Regions from separate parts of the Canis lupus genome. Here region 2 is linked to region 1. A link is a contact called in public Hi-C data. All regions are on one chromosome and are shown on one strand. The core of a region is the stretch at or near the end of the contact, and the rest is flanking DNA. Distances in the headings are between cores, read along the strand shown. Region 1 overlaps LRMDA (leucine-rich melanocyte differentiation-associated protein). Region 2 overlaps LRMDA (leucine-rich melanocyte differentiation-associated protein).

Region 1 (3,709 bases), core at 875-3,374:
TAGACAACATCTCCCTGATTCGACACATTTTATAGAGTAGCCAGGAGATCCCATGCGAGTCCGCCCTCTGGTCGACGTCGTAGCTCAGCTGTCAGCCCGTGCAAGCTCAGCAGGGCTCTGGGGGCTGGCAGGTGAAGGCGCTGGGAGTGTGTGTGTCTGTGTGTGTCCCTCCACCGGGCGGCTTTCTTTAATTAACGTCTGTGAGCCGGGCTGGGGGGGCTGGGGGGGGGGCAGCACATGCACACAACAGCCCCTCAACGCCTCTACCCCCCCATCCCAACACTCCCAAGACCATAACCTTAAGAGTTAACTTCAGCTAAGTATAAAAACAAGGCTATTTTCCCCTTCCTGGTACTTTTTTTTTTTTTCCTCCTCCTCCTCCTTCTTCTTCTTCTTCTTCTTCTTCTTCCCTGAGCCGGGTACTTAATTCTTTCAGATGCTTGATTATTTACTGCCTTGACATCTACATTGCTGCATTCCACGCTTCTTTCAAAAATAAAGTGAGAAATCCACTTTCCATAAATTAAAACCCTAACTTCATGCCAGGAAACCTTGAAACAGAAATCCCCCCCCCCCAACTCCTTCCTGAAGCCACGCCCCCCTCCCCTCCACCAAAACAAAAACAGAAAAGAAAAAGAAATCAGGAAAGAGAAAGAAGCAGCCCTCTCCCGACTGGAGTGATCATGTGCTCCTGCAGATGCCTGGCCTTTGGGGGCAGCCACAGGGACACTGGGCAGACGCAAATTAAGTGATTAGTAAAGAAAAAAAAAAAAGAAAAGAAAAAAGAAAAGAAAAAAGCAGAGTGTGTGTGTGTGTGTGGGGGGGGAGCGAGAAGTCAACGGCAGCAAAGAGGGAGAAAGGAAGGCTGCCTCGCCTTTTCCTGGACTGTGCAGAGGAGAACCGCTAAGAAATGATACTTGAAGTTATATTTATTATTGTAAGAGGGGTATGATATTTCTGGGCAGGAATGATGGATGACAACTTAAATTTGTGTCCAGGGAATGAAGGTGAACTGTGACAGAGTTATTTATCTTGGGAATGGAGGTTAGGGTCAGCCGAGGCTGGGTGCCTGAAGGCACAAGACATTGACAAATTTATCCTGCAGGCCGTATCTGAAGCCCTTTGTTTTGGATCCTGGCTACTCACTAAGTGACCCTCATCCTTCATGTTGGCAACGCGTGAAGGATGCGGGGAGTGCCAGCGGCCCCTTCCCCCGCCGCCCCCACCGGGCTCCCGCCACTAATTCTTGTCATTCACTTTGCTGACAGGCACCAAGCCCAAACTATTCCCAGTCCTGAAAGGGAAGGTTAAAATATTTATTTCGGCTCATAATGGCCTCCCTGATTTAGTGCAGGATCATTTTTCCTGTTGCCTTTGTCATTGCAGGTCACTGGAAGGACTGAGCGCGTTCGGGAGCCTGGAGGAACTCATCCTGGACAACAATCTGCTGGGGAACGACCTCGTGTTGCCAGGGTTACCCAGGCTCCATACCTTAACCCTGAACAAGAACCAGATATCCTTGGCCCTGCCCGCTGCCTCTGCTCCCCCCCTGCCCCGCCTGGGCCCGGCCCGCACAAGCCTCCCCCCACCCCCCCGCCCCCCACAAATACCTGCGAAATGTCAAATGAGTTTTATGTGTCAGCTAAATTAAAGTATGTGAAATGCAGTCCATGGGCAGACAAAGCGTTCTGTCTTCTGGCACTCGGGACACTTCAGAGTAATTTATTATAGGTCATTCATAAATGAAATGCACCATTATATCTTCCTGTTGCTCCATTTTAGTGTAGAGATCTAAGTTATGGCTGTGAAGAAATCTTTTTAATAGATAAAAATAGAGAAAGAAAATAATGTCACTGCTGCCGAGAAGGCAGAGCCAGGCTCTGTTTGCTTGGGCTCGTGTGGGAGGGCGACCTCTGGTGGGAAGTAGCGGGTGGTGCCTCTCAGCAAACTTGGCCATCACGGAGGTTTCTGGAAGGCTCTGGTGCAGGCTGGGGAACAGGTCAGGCCGAGGAAGGGGGAAGGGGCAAAGAGGGGAGGTATGGGTGAGGCCCAGGCATAGCTCTGCCTTCTGCGCTGTGTACTGTCCTGGAGCGACGACAGAGGTCTTGCTCGGTTGCATGTCTTCTCCTGAAGTGGGTGAGGACCTGGGCAGCCTGGGATGAGGCCCCAGGGGCGTGACCTGGTCTGGATTGCATAGACAGGCTGAGAATGGACTTGGTAGCTTTCTGCAGCATAAGGCGCCTAATTCCGTAGTACAGTTAGGGCTTCCCGAGCTGCCACAGCGCCAGCTGTGAGGCGGGGAGTGTTGCCTATTTTGTTGACTCCTGTCTCCTTCAGGAGCAGAGCTTCGGTGAATGTTTGTGGGATGAATGAATGAGTGACTATCATCAGCTCTTCTTTATTGAGCACTTCTGTGGGTCAGGCACTTCACTGGCTAATTTTAGGTGTTTTTTTGTTTTTGTTTTTGTTTTTTTGTTTGTTTGTTTTTTTTTGGCAAACCCTGGGAGAGGATCTCCATTTACCTAAATGAGGAAAGAGGTGAAGTTTAGATCCACAGCCAGACATTGACCAAAATGCTGGGTCTCAGATTTAGTCTGACCGTAGCCGTATCCAAAATTCTTTCCGTTCTCCCGGGCTGCTTCAGACTTGAAGTCCAGTCACTGTGTTTTATGAGTGAAACATTTCAGACCTAGAGTAGTTTAATTACTCGTTCATGTTCACATGATAAGTTAGAAGTAAAGGGATCAGGGCATTTGCCCTAGAGGGTGAAATAAAACCAGGTATATCTGTTACATTTACCATGTATGTATATGTCTGCTTTAAGAATGATAGGCCAAATCATTTCTTAGCCTCAGTTTATACTTCAAGTCATAAGACAGTATTTTCTTTATTGGATAAAATATGCTACTGTTGGCATTATAAGTTGGCACTTTGATAGAGGTAGAAGGAGAGAGCCCACAAGTAAATATCTAGTCTTTATCATAATGCAGTATTGATGGATTTTTTTTCTTCTCCTATCCTTTGGTCAACTAACTTCCCTAGTCATTGTTTGAAAAATTATTACAGTCTGTGTGTCTAATGGGTCCCTTGACTGTCTTAGGTGATCAATTGGGTGATATCCTCAAGTCAATCAAGAACAAAAGGATTATTAGAATAGAATTGGATGAGAGGGCTCCTCTTTGAGGCCCCAGTGGTTATGTCCTTTGCCCCACACCTTTGGACTTGGGTTTATGAGTCAGCATAATCATGTTTAGCTATGTGGCTGTGGACAGGTAGCCTCTGAAAGCCTCTGTTTCTCATTTTGTGTGTATGTGTGATGTCACAGCTTTCATTTGCCTGTTAGGAGAACTGCTTAAAAAAAAAGAACGTATGAAAGCCTTATTTGAATGTTGGAATCAAAGTGCCATGACAATGTGAACCAAACAGTTTTCTGCATGGGTGAAAACCCAGCTGCCTCTGCCCTTGGATATTGTCAAGTTGGCAAAAGAAGGAACAGTGTCATGAGAAGGACTTCCCAAATAGCCCATACATCAACGCACAAGGACTTTGTCTGACAAGTGCTGTACAAATGCTATTCCCAAATTCAATTCCTCTTCTCCCCTCAGCACACTTCCTGGCCAGTTCTCCGTTGCATTAATTGGTGCATACTAAGAAATGTAAGCTCATTTCAGCACAAGCCTGACAAAAGCAATTAAAAGAAGAGCACACC
Region 2 (3,755 bases), core at 580-3,079, 440 kb after region 1:
CAAACACGCAGGTGAGGCTTGACAAGGCCCAGCCTCTGTGTGGTAAGCAGGCTATGCAATGTGTCCTCTCTCAGTGCAACGTTTAACCTTCCAGGAGGCCTCCCAGACAGGACTGAGCACTGGGGCCAGGTGCCCTCTTCTCGAAGGGCTAGGTGGCCGGATACTTGGGGTCAGCTTTCTTTTGGGGTGTAGATGCATCCTAACCCTTGGATTGTGTGGCCCACACTGTGGTTTATACTGTTGACCAATGCTTGGTAGAAAGCAGCACATCATATAACCCCACCTTTCGGGTTCTCTCGTGCATCCAACGTATTGATCTTTGTCCTGCACACTGTTTGTGCTAAGAAATGAATAAAAACTATCATTTACTTTAACATATAACAAGCATTGCAAGTAGAAAGAGCCAATCCAAAATAAAACTGAGAGCAGCTAAAGCTGCACATAACATAATTTATTATGGATCAAAAAAAAAAAAAAAAAGAAAAGAAAGGAAAAGAAAAGAAAAGAAAGGAAAGAAAACTGACCAAGATTTATATCTTGTTGGTAGATTGAAAACTGTACATATTCATGGGGAGAAATTAGCCTTGGTGGAAATAGGGAAAACAAAATAAAACTGAAATGAGCCAAAACCACACACAATAAAGTGAGTTGACTAAACTTTAACAGAAGGCACAAGTCTTCCTGTCCCAATTCAGATCTGCAAAACTTTGCTCACGGTAATGTGACTTTGTGGAAATTGATGACTCTCAGATTTAGAAGCCATACCGGGTAAACTTTGATATCGGGCGAAAGCTGGAGAATTTTGCTTGATGTAAAAAATACACGGAAAAAGAACTGCTTCCATTGAAAATAAACTCGATAAAAGAGAAGTGAAATGTCAAAAGTAGCATATAGTTTCACTTTGCATTTAACAATTAAGGCATTAAATTGGCTAAATGGAGTTCGCTCTGAATAATTAGTGCTTTCTCAGAGAAAAAAACACCAGGCTCGTCTGCATGTTTATTATATTCATAAGCATGAAGCCAAAGCATCCTTGTGGTCAAAATGGGAGAATTCCAACGTCTCCGTCGCAGTGTATCAGGGGCAGCATAGCAGGGCACCCTACTCCCACGGCTCGTGGGGATGTTTGTGTAATAAAGGAGAAGAGGTCAGGAGTGTGCTCACTTGTGAGGCTAGGAGACGTCCCCCACACAGCTCTGTTGGAGGGGTGGCTGCAGCACTCAGCAAGGACCCTGTGCCCCGAGTCGATGCAGGAGGCAGCGAGGGCCCTTACAGGTGTTTGGGGGTTTAGCAAGCATCGCACAACCATGGCATCTGATTCCAACCCAAGAAGCAGATTATAATCCAAGACCCTTGCCTAAAATCACACTTAGCTAGTTTGGGAAGGAAGCCTCTCACTCTCTTCTTTGACTTCTCTCTGTTTTTTTTTTTTTTTTTTCTTTCCACATTTAATTGATCGTCTTACACATATTGCCAGGTGGTGCACTCCACCCTGGAGATTTTCAGGAGGTACAGTTAGTGTCATGACTTCTCCAGGGTCCCTCAGCTTAGTTTAAGAAGCTTCTCTCGCCCCTGAGCACAGATGAACAAAATAATGAAATATTGAGCCCAAGTATTAAAACAATTTCAACATGAAGGACAGTTTGGAGTAGTACAGAAAAGAAAAAGGAAATGCCAGTACAAAGATTAAATTTAGTGCAAAACCTGTAAAGTTTTGTTAACGGTATCTCCAAGTCCTTCTCTGACTCCTCTACCCTCTGCTGGGTGGAGCCTTCCCCCTTTCCTTCCCAGCCTGAGGCTCCTCCCAGGGGCCGCAGACAAAGGGAAGATCTGCAAGGCAGGGAGGATGGACTTTGTCCTCCTTCCACACAAACAGCTCCTAAGTGACCCCTTCCCTTGAGACCTTTTAAAATCTCTCTTCTTTTCATTTGGCCTTAGTATGTAAGTAGCTGACTGAAGGAGGATGTTGTGCTGGGGCCTGTAATCCTGCAAGCTCTGCTCAACCCAGGGTCATACCCACAGCAGAGCTGATAGCACGTCACACAGGCTGACCTCGAGGTTTGCTCCAGCCACTTCTCAAGATCATAAAACGTGGGCGTTTATTCCCTTCCAGCTCCCAGTTTACTCGCGGCCCACATGTAACAAAGACCCACAAATGTGCTTTCTGGGGGAATGTCCTTCCCCGTGTATGATGTTTACAGCTCTTAAGACTGGATGATAACATTCACTTCACTTCTCTCTTTCCAGCCAGATATTGTGATTGCTTTGTTTCTGTGGGAGGAGAGTGTTCAGCATAAAAACAACCCTGGTGCTCAGGAATTGAGACTGTTGCCTTCTGTTATTTTGCCCCCTTCTTGAAGAAGGCACATACTCAATGTGTACATAGTCTTAAGATGTTTCAGACATGTAGGCTTAGCAGAGGTGAAGGTATGAGCGTTCAGGAATTGAAATTCCTGACTTTGTGGATTCTGTTCAAATTGTGTATAGATAATAATTTCAGCAGTGCTAATTTATCCATTCAACAAGTATTTATTGAACACCTTCTCTGCACTGTTTCAGCGCCTGGGCATTAGAGATTGGGGAGGAAGGAGTATTGTAGAGGTGGCATATTCACAGGTATATATAGTGTCACTTGGAAGCATAGTTCTAGAATCTTCTGCAGTCGACCAGAATGACTCTCAAGATACTGTTTCTCTGTCCCTGGATCCACCTCTTTACAACACTGTCATCACTCCCCCCCTCCCGCCCCCCGCCGCAGAGGCCATGAACAGTCTAGTTCCTTTATTTGTACAGATTGGAAAATAGGAGTTCTGCAAGAACCTCTGTCCCTTGCCTGTGCTGTAGTGCTGCCTAATTGTAAGCTCCTAGTGATCACAAACAGATCAAAATCTGTTTGTCATTACACAGCTGTACTTACATTTGTGATAATAGCATTTTAAATGGTGATTACCAAAACTAATATTAATAATGATCATAGAGTTGATACTTTTTATTTTATTTAACAAATTTGAATTGATTGGTCCAACCTGTCCCCCATTATCAAATAAGTTTTTGTATTTGTATGTTTGTGTGTGTCTAGATCATTATTGTTTAACAACTAAGATACAAGTGGACAACCACTTACTCTGATATTTGGAGTTGAGCTTTGTTGAGTCAGAAGTTACTAAGTTAATGAGCTCCTATCAAAGCTAATGGGACATGGGCTAGTTTGCGGGACGTCCTTCCCAGCTCTGAGTGTGAAATACAGGTTGAACAAACTGTAGTAGAACTTTTCCTTGGGGATTTTGAGGTCCAGCAGAACTCCTCTTCTATGTATTATGGGAATGTTGGCTGGATGGATTTCAAGAACTAACTTAGTTGAAATCAAATTTTTGATTAACTGACCATTGGATTTGTCTTCTCCATCAGTCAGCATTGGATCTGACATCCCTGTCTTCATAAGGGAAGCATTTGAAAACACTAAATCACTTATTTCAGAGCTAGAATGAACTTCCAAGATCATCTGGCCCCCTTGCCTTCATTTTGCAAATGGGGAATGCAGCCCAGTAAGGAAGAGGGACATGTGCATGGTCCCATAACCATTAGGGTCAGAGCTGGATTTAAATGCAGGTCTACTCCCACCTCTCCTTAATAAATAGACAGCAGAAATGCAACTGGAAGTACAAGGCCATCTGGGAGATTGGGGAACCCAGGGGTCTTTGCTGGACTCCGGATGAGGGTGCAAGGAATTTCTACTCAGGACTCTCAGGGTCTTC

Evidence for each region. Hi-C and Micro-C count contacts between places; a contact is called where the count stands out from the background.
Region 2: a contact with region 1 is called in a Hi-C map of skin fibroblasts, with 5 times the contacts expected there. The contact joins two enhancer-like sites. A contact is called at or near these places in 2 of 9 Hi-C or Micro-C datasets (amygdala and skin fibroblasts).

What each region holds. Positions count from the first base shown.
Region 1 is chr4:26,909,752-26,913,460 of UU_Cfam_GSD_1.0, forward strand. It overlaps LRMDA (leucine-rich melanocyte differentiation-associated protein), which reads left to right. Exons shown (of 7, transcript XM_038534451.1): 3 at 1,387-1,513. Among named protein-coding and RNA genes, the nearest start is that of LRMDA, 570 kb to the left of the region's middle. Within about 2 kb of position 2,125, at least 3 of the 20 cell types and tissues checked have an H3K27ac peak or open chromatin away from gene starts, as enhancers often do.
Region 2 is chr4:27,351,847-27,355,601 of UU_Cfam_GSD_1.0, forward strand. All of the region lies in intron 6 of LRMDA (leucine-rich melanocyte differentiation-associated protein), which reads left to right. Among named protein-coding and RNA genes, the nearest start is that of KCNMA1, 930 kb to the right of the region's middle. Within about 2 kb of position 1,830, at least 3 of the 20 cell types and tissues checked have an H3K27ac peak or open chromatin away from gene starts, as enhancers often do.